Linked DNA regions of Podarcis muralis: region 2 is linked to region 1. Evidence: chromatin contacts called from public Hi-C data. All regions are on one chromosome and are shown on one strand. Each heading gives the region's core, a stretch centred on a gene start, on an enhancer-like site or on the middle of the called end of the contact. The rest is flanking DNA. Distances are from core to core; before and after follow the strand shown. Region 1 holds the start of GRWD1 (glutamate rich WD repeat containing 1). Region 2 holds the start of SYNGR4 (synaptogyrin 4).

Region 1 (7,310 bases), core at 2,042-4,541:
CTCTAGCAGGCAAGTCACGTCAGTCCCTATGTCCTGCTGAAATCCAGTGGATAACCTTTTGAATAAGAAAAAGGGAGAAAAGTGAATGAGGTACTAACAGGCGCACTCCTATGTAATCCCTCAAAATTGAGCCCCATTGGAATCAATGGTGATTACGCCCAGGTAAGTGCAGCATAAGCTAGGCAACTGTAGGAAAGGAGACTATTTGTGACTATTTTTATTTGGTTTTGTTTTACGTGGTGGAAAATGACATAGTTGAAGTCATACTTAATTCTGTCTTCCAAGAATGGTTGGGACTAGAAATCATAGAATTGTAGACGCAAAAGGGACCCTGAGGATCATCTAGTCCAATCCCCTGCAATGCAGAAATATGTAGCTGCCCCATATGGGGATCAAACCTGCAACCTCTGTGGTATCAGCACCATACACTAACCAACAGAGCTATCCAGGCAATTAATTCCTAAGAAAATAAATACTGCAGTTCGCACCTGCTCCAAAAATCACCTCCTTTGACATAGAAATCCTGCCAGAAATCCCAAATGTTTGAGAGCTAGCTGTGGCTATTCAGGAACAGTCTGCCCATGCTCAGAGACACAAGTACTTATTATGCATATGCCATGGCTAAGGCCTAGTACTAAAAATAAACTAATAATCTAGTTTGCTTGGTATGGCTGGCTGCTTTTGTTCTTCTGCGTATATAAACTCCTATGTTTGTAATAAAAACCTTTAAACCACTTTCACGGATGTCTTACTTATACAGTGGTACCTCGGGTTAAGTACTTAATTTGTTCCGGAGGTCCGTTCTTAACCTGAAACTGTTCTTAACCTGAAGCACCACTTTAGCTAATGGGGCCTCCTGCTGCTGCCGCGCCACCAGAGCACAATTTCTGTTCTCATCCTGAAGCAAAGTTCTTAACCCAAGGTACTATTTCTGGGTTAGCGGATTGATGACATTGTTCCGGTTATTGCAATATGAAGGGCCATAGCTCAGTGCAAGCCAAAGGTCCCTGGTTCGATCTGCAGCATCTCTGGGTGGAGTTGGGAGACTCTTGCCTGAAGCCCTGGAGAGCAGCTGCCAGTCAGTGTAGACAATTCTGAGCAAGATGGACCAATTGTCTGACTCAACATAAGGCAGATTCCTATGTTCCTATCTCAGTAGTCAAAACTGCGCATTTGTGTGCGTTTTAACTAGATAATTAATTCATTGAAAGTGAGGAGAGAACAACGAGAGGATAGGAATTTTTAAGTGCTGTGAAGTAGAATAATTTATAGAATTACCGCGGCTGGGTTTATGGGGAGAAAAGCAACAGGCGCCTGAAGTGGAGGATACCACTGAGCCTTTCAGTAGCACTTTAAAAACAAAATTTAAATAAATCAATAAGGCTGCGGTGAATAGTCGGTTGCCATGGTAATGGAACCAATTGCCCTTTTCTGAAATGGCGCTTCGGGATAGCGCTCTTTGTGGGGGAAGGGAGTCCTCTGCCCTGTTCCAAAATGTCCTTTGATAAACTTGCCCACACTTAAAATGGCCGTTTCGGGGGGAAATTAATAGGTGCATCGGTATGCAGTGCACGGCCTCTTTAGAGACAGCGCGGCTGCCGACTGCCCTTTTCTAAGATGGTGGCGGTCCGGGAGTAGCGCCTCTCAAAATGGCGGCAGGCATTCTCTGCCCATACTCAAAATGGCGCTCACCTTTTACCGTGTTTTCAATGAGGAATAAAGCCGCGCAAACCATAAAAAAGGGCTACCGCCATTCCATCTTCCCACAACTCTGATTTCCAGCGCTGACTTTCAGAGAGAAACTTCTGTAAGACTGCATTTATTTAAAACAGCAGTTTCCCTTAATAAAGATGGCGGCATTCTGCTTTTAAAAAATGTGACTGGGTGCTAACGCTTAATAAGGCTTCTAAACTCTCTTACCTAAAATATCTTAATTTGAATTCAAAGTGCGGAAGGAAGACTTTGACCCGCTGAGTTACTAGGGGCAGGATTTTTGAACTCCAACCGGGAGAGGGAGAATGAATAACGTTTTCCAATATGGCCACCTGCTCCTTTTTCCTTTTAAGTGAATTAGCGTTTCCCTTTTGAGAAACGTAGACCAAAAATTTTAGAGCGATCATTCCAATAGTCAAACACGGGACAATGATCGTTTTGACGTAATTTCCCCTCGGATGTCGAGTGAAAGTGATAGCAGCCCATAGGACACAAAGCAGAAATTCAGGAATATGTAGCTATGGTTGGGCAGAAGCGTGCCCCTAAGTAGAATCTACTTGAAACGTGGTTTTATACTCTTTTAAGTTCTTGTTTTTTGTGACGAATGTGCGTGTCTGTTTGTATAAAGTCTCAAAATATTTGCAAATTGTGCCGCAAATGCAAATCAAATACTCAGCCTTCTTTTTTATTCCTAACGGGTAGGATGGGGCGCTGAAGCTGAATAAGTTACAAGAACTCTGCAATTGAAGTCCAGGGATTTTATATTAAAACATTAACGCTACACCACCTCCAGCCTTTGGCACAACAAGCAGCCTTGTTAAACGGTGCTTAACAACTTTATTATTAATTTATTATTCGCTTCCTATGAAACATCCCAAAGCTATTGATGATAAAAAAGGTATAGCTTCTTAGGGACAGAACTACCTAAACCGTATAGAAACTTATTCTTGTATGCTACTACAGTGGCAAGAATGTTACTTGCCATAAAATGGAAAGAAGCAAAGGAAGAATGGATACAAAAACTTACGGAATTTGCAGAAATGGCGAAACTTACCAGAAGAATAAGACATCAAGATGACACAATTTTCATAAAAGAATGGAAATGGTTTATTGAATATTTAGATAAATTGTAAATAGATAAAAACATTGGCAGCATTATTGTAATAACCTGCAGTTTCATATATTTAAAGATGAATAAATGAGCAAATTAAGGTAATTCGGACATGCAGAAGATATTAAAAATAAATTTAATAAACCGTAGAAAGAGGGGGGAGGAAGTGAAGTTTTGAAATGTCAAAATGATTTCAAATTTAGTGAAGTGTATAAACTTGAAAAGTAAATCTTTTTTTAAAAAAATAAGGAAGGTCTAGCTTCTCACCCGACGGAGTTATTTTGAAAATTGAAAATCTTCCATACAAAATACACCTCAGCGGTATTTAAAGTTTAAATCAATTTAAAGTGGTCTCTGGAATGCCCTCGCAACTCAAAAGTCAGAGCTTTACATGCAGAGAAGTCATGCTAACGAGCTCCTCAAAGAGAAATATGGACACTGTAAATCGAGGTGCTCGCGTTAGTCTCCAATTTCTGCGTCTATGTTGAGTATACGTCATCGAAAGAGGAAATGGGAAGCCGAGCCCATAGTGGGGCGTGGCTATGGAGAGCAGCTGCCCGCTTTCAAGATGGAGGAGCCCAGCACATGGAATGAGCCGAGCAGCGGCTCCAGTAGCAGCAATGAGGAGGATGAGGACATGGAAATGGAGGAGAAGGGGCAAGACGAAGAGAAGGGTCGAGGGGGAGCTTATGTGCCAGGACAGGGGGCCCCTCCAGCACCTGGGGAAGAACTGGTGATGGACGAGGGTGCCTATCGCCTCTATCATCGCGCAGGCACAGGTCAGATCATGTATTGGAGAAAGGAGGGGGGGTCTGTCTTTTTGGACTGGAAAGGAAGGGGACGCTTGCTAAGGTGAACGGGAAAGGATTCCAAGATTGTAGACAGGGAGGAATGGAGGTGGGAATTTGTCAGGGTATAGATGCATTGGTTCTTCGATGTGGGCCACACATGGGTTAGTTTGATTGTATAGGCGAGCCTGACTCCTAAAGACCTCAGCCACAAATATTATGGGAATGTGGCATGGCATATGATGAGTGGCTGTAGGTTAGGAGCGTCCTTTAGGGGCCAGAAGATATGGGGTGTGTGTGTGTGTGGATAAGTTTAAAACAACAAGGGGTATGCACTGAACCTCATTTGTAGCAAACCCATGACCTCTTAATTCTCACCAGCCACGTTGGTAAAGTTGCAAGAGCTGTGGCTAAATAGTAAGATTCAAAATAGATTCCACTGCATGTTTTTCCACAAAGTTAGTAACTGTGAGTACAGAACTAGAAGCTGAGGGCTGTGCCAGACCTGTTGTACTACTTATATCAAAAAGGTGAGACAAATATTAAAAACACCACAAAGCAATTTCAGCATAAACATTTCTGGCAGAGAGGCCTAAAACTAAATCTGCAGTAAATTTACATACCACCATGTGTTGCATATGTGTATATGTTAAGATATAAACAATTGTTTGCATTCCGCAAGGAAGGTAATGACTGTAAATCATCGTGATGAAGAAAACTCACAGTAGATACGGGGCAAAGAGGGGAATTGCCACAGAAATGAATGCTGATGTCCCTGTGTCTCCTCCGACCCTGTGCAGGTTCCCCTTGCTTGAGCTTTGACATTTTGCGAGATGCCCTGGGAGAGAATCGAACCACCTACCCGCTGAGCCTTCTCCTTTGTGCTGGAACTCAGGCTGAAACTGCCAATGCCAACAGGTGAGTTTGTGAGGAGCTTGGCTTCCAACAAGCCAGCTACACTTGTCCTACTGAAGCCAGGACAAGCGGGCCTGTGGCAGGGATGTGGGACCCCTGGCCTTCCCTTGTTAGATTCAGCTTTGCGGTCAGTTGTCTGGAATGCTGGGAACTGTAGTTCCCACCATTTAAATGTCTCTCGTTTTCTCTCCCCCCCCCCCCTGCAAATAGGCTGATGGTGATGAAGATGCACCACCTCTATGGGACCAAACGCGCTGGCAAGGATTCTTCAGGGTCAGAGAGTAGCAGCGACAGTGAAAGTGATGAAGACGAAGAGAAAAAACCCCAATTGGAACTGGCCATGGTCCCCCATTATGGGGGTATTAACAGAGTTCGGGTACGAGCCATATTTCCTGCTGGTCTCTCACTCTGCTCTGGCAAAGTTCTCTACCTTAATGGTCTGTTGTTGTTTCGATAGGTGACAGAATTGGGTGGATCACAGATCGCAGCGGTTTGGTCTGAGAAGGGGCAGGTGGACATATACGACCTACAGCGCCCCCTCGTGGCCCTGTCCGACTCTCAAGCCATGGCAGCCTTTCTGCGAGAAGAGCAGGCCAAGATCAAACCTGTCTTCTCATTCGCTGGGCATATGACGGAAGGATTTGCTATGGACTGGTCTCCCAAGAAACCAGGTAATCAGCTGGGATGGAACGGGAATGGAGTTGGCAGAGCCGGGAATGTAGGCACAGGAGACCTGGACCGGCAGGACCGCAGTTCAGAATAACTTGTGCCTTACCTATTCCAGGGACTCTTTTGACTGGTGATTGCAACAAGAACATCCATCTGTGGACACCTAAGGAAGATGGATCATGGCTTGTAGACCAGCGGCCTTTCACAGCCCACACTGCATCAGTCGAAGACCTCCAGTGGTCCCCAAATGAAGCTACGGTGAGGAAGTGGTGTGATGGGTGCAGCTTGCTTTACAGCAAAAATTTCTGAGCTTGGGGAAATGTTAATGTGCTTCCTAATTACCTTGGACTTAATCAAAGTATTTCAAATCAGCTAAGGCTGCATTTTTTATTTTTTAAAAAGGCAGTTGCCTATTATTTCTCTTGCATATGCTTGGCCACAAGGTTGGTTTAATGGAATCTGAAATCAGATTGGCCTTGATTTGTATTTTTTAAAAAAGCTAAGTCGAAGATCAGATCCTGGTGTCAGGTGAAGTTTTCCTTTGCAGGTGGGCTTGAATTTAAGCTGGTATTGTACAGCAAAAATGTTCTTTTGCCCACAGTTTTCCATTCCTCACATGCTTTGAAATTAATGATTTTCCTTTATGCTGCCTTTATGGTTTGAAACCAAATTGTGTGGGCAAAAGAAGCTGGTCTTGTTGTCAGTTGCAGCTACAAGCTGCACTTTCTGTAGGGGTTGGTTCTACTTGGAAGTTCCACTCTGGAACCAGTTCCAGTGTAGCTTGCATTTGCCACTGCATTTCAGAGGAATTGAATGTAAGCTCCGCTTGTCAAAGAACAACTCCTGATCCTCTGCAGCTGTATTATTACCTGCCCCCAGCTTGATAAGACATCGGGTGGGGATTTCTTAGGGGTGGGGACTGCCTTACAGGGGCCATATTAAGACCCCTGCCAGGCCTCCGCTATGTTTAACCATAACAATTTTTTGCCCTTGTTCTTGGATCAGGTTTTTGCTTCCTGCTCAGCAGATGCCTCCATCCGCATCTGGGATACACGGGCACCACCGGGGAAAGCCTGCATGCTGACCGCCAGCCAGGCGCATGATGCAGACGTCAACGTCATCAGCTGGAATCGAAATGAGCCCTTCATCGTCAGCGGTGGCGATGATGGGATCCTCAGGATCTGGGACCTCAGGCAGTTCCAGGTTAGAAATCGCTGTCAAAATATGTTAGGGAAAACCTTTAGATCAGGAGTTAGCAACCTAAGACCCATGGGCCACAAGTAGCCCACAGGGGTCATTTAACCAGCCCACGAGCCAAGCCGCCCGCTCGGCGAGTCCCCGCATGCTGCGCTAAACCAGCATGGCGCAGGGACTCACTTCTGCAGCACTGGAAATCGCAGTCGCGCTCGCTCATGCACACATGCGATTCGGCCCACGGAGGTATCTCCACTGGAGTGAACTGGCCCAGGCGAGGTAAACCTTGCCAACCCCTGCTTTAGATGTTGCTGAACTACAACTCCCATCAGCCCCAGTGAGCATGGCCAGGGATGATGGGAGTTGTAGTTCAGCCACATTCGGAGGGACAAAGGTTCCCCACACCTGTACACATTATTTCCCCTTCAAATCTTCTTCACAAGCAATAGCCCTCAAACTCAGCCCTTCTTTTGCCCTCCCCTTTCTCTGCAGAAAGGGTCAGCTGTCGCCACCTTCAAGCAGCACACGGCACCCATCACGTCCGTCGAATGGCACCCTACAGACAGCGGCGTGTTTGCAGCCTCCGGCGCCGATGACCAGGTGACGCAGTGGGACTTGGCTGTGGAGCGAGACGAGGAAGCAGAGGCCAAGGACCCAGCTTTGGCCTCCATCCCACCCCAGCTACTGTTTGTTCACCAGGGAGAGAACGACATTAAGGAGCTGCATTGGCATCCGCAGTGCCCTGGCACCCTCGTCACCACAGCCCTATCTGGCTTCAACATCTTCCGGACTATCAGCGTCTGAGGGAGAGCGAGGCTTTCAAAATGGCCGCCTGGGGTTTGCGGACCTGTTGCTAAGAGAGGTGCTAAGCACAGTACCCTTTGTTGCTTCTTTCAAGATGGCCGCAGTCTCTCCTCCCT
Region 2 (7,310 bases), core at 2,366-4,865, 150 kb before region 1:
CCCACACCCCACATACCTACTCGCAATGGAGCATGATCTCATTGCACACTTAGCACTAAGCCTGCTCCATATTGTTCAGTGTCGCCAGCCCAGAGGGCCACCAGCTATCCCTATCTGTTTGTCAATGAAACGTGTCAGGAAGGCATTCTCTTGACCTAGCTTCTGAAGGTGATGCTCTCCAAGAACATGCAGCCACTCTGTTCTTTCCTTCCTTCTCCCAATTCACAAAGGGGGGCTTTCCTCTCTGACATAAAGCTCCTATCAAAATATTCCATTCACATACTGAAGATAAAAATATGTTAATAAGGTTGATAATAATATATACAATGGAGTTCCCAAGGGTCTCCAGAGTAACATCATACAATTTCTGAACCGCAGGGAAATCCTGGAATGCTAGAAGCTCTTAACTATCTCCTTAACTATCTCTTTCACCTCTCCTTATATCCCTTTCTTCCTTTTCTGCTCTGGAACAACAGCCCTCTTCTCAATAATCCACATCCCCTTTCTGCCTTCACTTCCCTCATTTTACACTTGTTCAGCAAATAGTGTAGTGGCTTCGGAGCTACAGAAAAATCCCCTTCAAAAAACTCATTCACTTCCCCGACTCTTTTATTATTATTTCCTATTACAGGCAGCCACCATTTTAGGCACATCCAACTGATGCATGATCACCAATGCACAGAAGGCGGCTTAACAGGGGCATAATGGGGGCGAGATGTGCTTATACGCACTCTGCCAACATATGCAGGGGTTGGGAATCGAATCCCCGTGTGAAATGGTCACCGCCTGTATTTATTTAATTTATATCCCACCCTTCCTCCTCAAGGAAGGAACTGATGAAGATATTCTTATTATACCAGATATTTGGAAATTAGTTGAAGTTTTCTTATTGCGGATTTTATTCTATTAATATTAATTTTTTAGTGCTTTAACTGAATGTATTGTATACTAGCAGCCTCATCCAATTTGCTCAGAAATTCCAAGAAACCAAAAAATCAGTAGTTAAAATCAGGCTAGTTATGAAATGTTCAGTCTGTCATCTTGATTCAGAAGCACACCCAACTGTATCCAAACACAGAAAGAAACCTGCTCCTTGATCTCAGGAACTATCATGCAAAGTTTGTTTACTATACTTAAGTATGCCCAGTGATATACAGTATAGTAGCTTCTGGCATTTCTAATCTTGCTCAGTACCTTATGATTGTGTGTTGAAAGTCAGCTTAAATACTCTTAAATTATTAGACATAAATTTTACTTGGACCAGCCATTGTCATTAAGTTTTCCCACACCCAAATATTCATTTCTTAATGTCTGTGCTCTTCACATACCCCTACTTGGGCCATCCTAGTAGCGATTAAACTTTCTAGAAGGGCCATCATCGCTTGTTAGATTCAACACCACGCACTCTTGTAGAATGCAAGATGTGTTAAAGAGCAAAAGTTTCGTACTGTTTCCACACCAAGCATCAGGATGCAGCAGGCTCTGGGATTGGGGTGGGTGGCTGGGAGGAGCAGGCTTCAATATAGAATGAGTTGCACCCAAGAACACATACAATCATTGTAAAACAAAACATCTTCTGTACCAAGGTAGCCCAAGTTACTGGGCCAATAAATGCTATACAGTACAGCACTCAAGGATCTGAATGCCTCATGCAAAAGTAAGCCAATTGCCATATGTATTCATTTAAGTTTAGCTTCAGCTTAGCTGTACAACCTTAAGTACGACAAGCTAGCTGAGAAGAGGATTCTGAGTCTGACACGCAACATATTGTTGCACACCACCCCAATTTCTGAGCGGTGCGAGATTTCCAGGGGTTCCAGGCGCTTCCCCAAGGTTTGGTTTCCTTGGAATGAGGGACAGTGGAGACTGTGGTGTCTTTAGGATATCTGGTTTATTTACACGTATATACAACCTTAGCCTACGATGGAAGGGCTCACAGCATTAACACTGCAAACAGTCTTGCTTCTCCCAGCCACAGCGTTGGATTCAAGCAGAGATCAAGCATGGCTCTCTCTGATTCCAACCCAGGTTTGACACACAACTCTGCCTACCGTCTTTCTCACTACCAGTCAGGTGGGGGGGGGCACCCATTTGCCCTCTGGCACAGGGCAATCTCCTGTTATACTAATGACCATACTTATATGGTACTTAGGTGGCAACTACGACCCTTGCTGGACTAATTTAACAATGGAATTCGTTGTTAGCTTTTAACCCTTGCTGGATCCAGGGGATCAGAAGGGGCTCAAGCATCATACAGACTGACCCACCCCAGCAAAAAAAAAAAAAAAAGCCCAGTCACAACACTATGTTCATAACTTATTATGAACCCATGCAGAGCCCATGTTATACCTTCACTAGAGCATCAACCAGGTAGTCCTTGGAAAAGGGGATGTATCTCTCCCGATAGTCCACCGTCCAGTTCTCTGGCTCCACTGGTCTCCGCATCTTCCGGTATTTCACCATCTTGGCGACGAGGGAGGCCTTGCCACGGGATGGCAACCCTACAACCCCAGCCCCTAAGGCTAACCGCGCTGCACACAGCATTCTAGGAAAGTTCAAGGTTTACCAGTCAGGCATGTTCAGCTTCCTTTCCAAAGGCTTTCAAAAACGACCCTAATTTGCAAGTGGGATACAGCGGGCATTAGCCAGTAACGGGCACATCTTTCTTCAAAGCAACAAAGTCAAAGACTTCCAAAGTCTTGGCCGCACCATGGAGGCCAAGAACTGTCCCTGGACAGGGGAGGGAAGGCTCCTTGCGGTCAGAGCCTTGGCCAGAGCAGCCAGGTCAGAGGTCTTCTGCACAACAGTGCCACCACCACCTGTGTAAGTGGGCCTGGTCCAAATCAGATCAGCCAAACAGGAGGTGGGGTGAGGTCAAAGGTCACTGCCCCAAAACACATTAATAGTTGGCTGAACTGATGAGAATAGCGATGCTCTCACCAACTTACAGACTAAGCAGTGATTCCTTCCTCCTCCTGGAAGAAAAAGCCTTTGCATTCACTTTGGGCCCGTTTCAAACGGGGCGGAGGGCGGGAAGCCCACCATACAAGGGAGTAGGTTCCTAACCTCTGGGCTGACATTGGTCTTAGTGCGCACGCGCAAGCTTCTTTCCCGCCCTTCGTTCCTTATTTGTGCCCCGGGGGGCGGAGCATCCTTTCCCCCGCAAGCGCACTAGCGCCTTTGACTTCAGCTCTCCTGTACGTCAGGCGCTTGCTTAGCCGTTCAGCACTGTGCTCGCGAGTTTATGCTACAGATCTAGAAAATTGTAGAAGGGTATCATGCACAGGGTTAATTATGCACAGTTTAAAAACTGGTTTTTCACTCCCATTTCCTACATAGTTTATACAAGAGTTTCAGCATATCATTTCTGTGATTCAGAGCGACGCCTTTCTACGCCGGCAAAAGGCAGACTTCCCTTCATTTTTTAACTGCAAATTCGATCGTTTCATCACTCTAACCCTTTCTCTATAAACTCTATGTCCATGACAGAGTCACGGTCCACGTTGCGGACGGGCAAAAGAATACTTCAACTTCAGAAACACGCAGGCGCAGAGAATCGTTCTCCCCCCCCCCCTCTCCTTAGCTAAACTGAGCGTGCAACACGTCCTTTCCCCGCACCCGCCTCCACTTTTCGGGCTGTCGGTGCAAACTGCGCACGCGCAGCTTTGTCTGCGGTCTGCTCCAGCATACAGAATTGTAGGATCCTCGCGCACGCCGTCGCGCGCTCCTTTGGCGCCCCGCCCTATATCAACCGTTCTTTTCCAACTGCCTTGCTGAGGCGGCGGCTGTCCGACCAGTCAGGCTTCGAGTTCGCTCACACGCTCTATTTGTTTTCCCCACCCTCCGTGCGCGGGGGCGCAAAAGGCGGGAAAATAACCTCCAAGTCTAAGGGAGTTTCTGAAGGGGTGGGAGGTGAGGAAGAAACTGGGTTTATTAAGGATTTTTTTTTACAAAAGAGGAACTGAGATGTGGTAATACAGCGAGTTCCTCATCAGTTTTTGAGGAGGCGCAAGTGGTCAGTCCCGTGATGCCAAGGAGCATATTTTTTTTTATTCCTGTCAGAAAGGGCCATAATTGGGCTTTCATAATATCTCCTCACACCACTCCTGGATAATAGTTTAGGTTGAAAGATAGGCACTCTTGCACAGCAGTCCTGCGAGATTAATAGCCAAGCAGGGATTTGAGCCCATGTCTCCTTATCTAAACCCAACACTCATTAAGCACCGCACTTGCTGACTCCTGCTTTTGATGGAAATAGCCTCAATGAGTTTCATATTTACCAATGAACGTTTAAGATACAGGCCACTTTGTTACTTGCCCCACTACTGTGGTGAATGGGAAATGTCCAAGTAGATAAGTTCTGATTTTGATTTTAATGGTGAAGGGGAAAAGGTCAAAGGATACAGCCAGGTTCACACCAAACCTATTTTGATGAGAAACAGTGAGAAATAAACTGCAGGCATGCTCTTTATGGCGGGGGTCAGGGAATGTATCCATGCAACGTTTCGTTCTGTTTTTATAAGATGTGTGAAGCAGAAAATGTTTAAAAATACAGGAAAGTTAGAAGTCAAAACAATTCTCGAGTTTCGTTTACTTGCTTGGAAAATCAATAGATTAATTAGGTGCAGAAAACAAAGACAGAAACTGGGGGAACACTTGTCTGCCATACAAAACAAGTTCAATTTTTGATCGGTGCTAGTTTGGCTGTTGGGGCTTCATGATGGTGCGGTGTGCTGTGCAATAAACTATTGCCCATGATTTTACTGAATAATTTCAAGAAGCTTGCTCAGATTCATTTTGTAAAATATAACTTTGGGGTAAATTTGGAGAAATCTTATTCAAGCCCATAATGCTTGTATAATGCATGGTTAGTTCCAGTACATTAGGCCTGGAGCACATACTAGATTGGTCTAATCCAAAATGTTCATAGCCTGTCCATAATTTAGGCAATTATTTAAAGAGTAATTATCTCAGAAGAATTGCCATATGATGCTTGTGGAATCAAAAGACAGCAAGTATCAAAGGTTGGAGTTCAATGTCTTGCTTTTCCAGGCAATTCCATCTGTGCAACACATCCACCCCCCATTCTTCTGCGTTGTGTTGTTCTAGGGATTCCCCCTAACTCCTCAGAACCAATTGCAGGGGGTGGAGGGGAGAGGAGAAGGGAAAGCCCTGTTGTGCAAGTGGAAGCTCTTGCACAGGATTTCTGCTAAGGGCCTGGTTAGGTGAATCCTTCCCAAGATCTGTAATAAAACTCCATAGTTCTCATTGAAAAATAAAAATGCAAATTTCTCACTACTGCAGTTTCAGGGCAATATATATATATATTGGCAATTAAATTAAATTTCGGTCAGTCTCATCCCAGTGCACTATTACTTATTGCTTCATTAAGGTTTCCCAACCTTATGGGCTTTTAAAAAAGCAAATGAAGCACTGCCTGAACTGAACCACCCAATCAATTTAATCTTTACAAAACTTCAACTACATATCAGTTAAGATTATACATTTGCTTTGCTTCTTCGTAAATTCTAATCTAAACAGATGTAGAGAAGAAATTTATTAAGTTAATTTTATTGGCTTTACTGTGCTTTTGGCATGACAGTGGTCAGATACTCACCTTAGAGTCTGGTGATTGGGCGAGACCCTTGTAGGTCTCGGAAAGATGCCTTGATAAACTGTACTACTTTTGAATTTTCAGGTGTTGGTAGGTAGAAACTTAGTAGTGTTTTCCTGCCTCATGCTTCTTTTCTAATCTATTTCATGTTTCCCAACTTTTGTTTCCCGCAGCTCTCAAAATCCAGCTTTCTTCTAGTGACAAAAAGGAAACTACAGAATGAGGAAAGTGATTACAACTTTGCGGGAATTCTCAGACCATGACCTGGTGCACTTCTTCATAAGACCTCAGATCATTGCTCGGATGCTGGCAGGGGTGAGAAAAAGTACAACAAAATCAAACACCAGTTCCATGACTTCTAAATTCAGGATCATATTTAGACATTAATTTGGTTTTGAATCAAAACAATCCCACCAGAATTACTTTCATTTTTTTTCCTATTACAAACTATGAAATTCCAAAGAACATATCTCAGTAGAACATGCATTGTTTGGACATCACCAGACACTTTCAGGGGCATTTATGCAAAGGTTGCCCTATACCTGCGGAATATGCAAGTGTAAAATGCACCAACACCAACTTGCACTCACACACACACGCCATCCATCTACACAAAAGATGTACACAATTTCTGTTACCAACTAAGATCCAGTTCTTTGGTTTTATAAGCAGGGCAGCTTTTCCTAACCCCGTGGCTAGATTGCCTCTACATGGACGAGCTTCTGCAAGTTTGAATGAAGCACTGAACTCAAGTGTCTCACAGCTCTCACATTGATAGGAGCAGGAGAGCTCCTGATATTATTTTCTGTCTCATTGAATCTCAGTTTAGCATGAGGTATGAATCAGGATTCCTAATTTCAAACACACTCTGGTCAATTTCTAAATAAGCTAACTTCAAACCATAGGTTATGAAGCTGATTTACTAAACTAGCTGGGGTTTGTTTCAAATCAGAATTCCTTATTTGTACACAACACTAAGCCAAGATTCAGTGAAACTGATACTAAACTTGGCAGCTCTCTCCTCAGCTGTGGGGGAGTCTGGTTTTTCACTCAGGTTTGCTAAATCTCATTCAAGTTGCACTAAACCATGCAAATGTAGCCCATGTTCTTCCATCAACCTCATTTACCGTACAATTTCCATTATATGAACCAGAGTTATGTACCAGTTGTGTTCCCATGGGCGTAGCCAGGTTTTTTTTGGGGGGGGGGGGGCAGGACTTTTGGGGGAGCAGAACTGACGTGATTGGTCAGTTAGTTAAGTATTTCTATTGTTTTATTTGATAGGGGGAGCAGCTGCCCCCCTTGGCTAAGCCTATGTGTGTTCCCCATGATAGTTTTGGTTTGTGTAAGGAGTTGATACAAATCTCTGACTTTTGTATATTTTCCATGCTATTAGTAAGAGTGATGTTGGTACTACTTACATTGCTATTTTGTTCTTTTTAATAGTAATCAGCCCCTAGCATCTAGGCAGTGTAGTATGTTTTGGATTTGTCTCTAAATTCAAAAGCTTTTTATGAACAGCATGATTATTTTCCAAAAATGTAAGCAAAAACTGCCCAAGTCTGCTAAGAACCTGAGACTTTCACTTGAGATATATGTGGGACATGGTTAGGAAGAGCAGAGAACTAGACTTACTCATTTTCATCTCAATGCATACACTATGGGATTTAATTATTGGAGAGGACACAAAGACAAG

What was found. Hi-C and Micro-C count contacts between places; a contact is called where the count stands out from the background.
Region 2: a contact with region 1 is called in a Hi-C map of blood, with 7 times the contacts expected there. The contact joins the promoter of SYNGR4 here to the promoter of GRWD1 in region 1. A contact is called at or near these places in 2 of 3 Hi-C or Micro-C datasets (blood and tail).

Annotation. Positions count from the first base shown.
Region 1 is chr13:18,204,912-18,212,221 of rPodMur119.hap1.1, reverse strand. GRWD1 (glutamate rich WD repeat containing 1) reads left to right here and starts at 3,291. Exons shown (of 7, transcript XM_028703249.2): 1 at 3,291-3,603; 2 at 4,413-4,530; 3 at 4,738-4,903; 4 at 4,985-5,198; 5 at 5,312-5,454; 6 at 6,202-6,399; 7 at 6,883-7,310. The coding sequence starts at 3,306. The coding sequence ends at 7,194. It overlaps LOC114581490 (a long non-coding RNA gene), which reads right to left and starts at 2,048. Exons shown (of 3, transcript XR_003703346.2): 1 at 1,921-2,048; 2 at 1-55.
Region 2 is chr13:18,357,440-18,364,749 of rPodMur119.hap1.1, reverse strand. SYNGR4 (synaptogyrin 4) reads left to right here and starts at 3,615. Exons shown (of 5, transcript XM_028701585.2): 1 at 3,615-3,696; 2 at 5,788-5,929. The coding sequence starts at 5,834. LOC114581445 (transmembrane protein 143) reads right to left here and starts at 3,190. Exons shown (of 7, transcript XM_077917056.1): 1 at 2,350-3,190. The coding sequence starts at 2,544.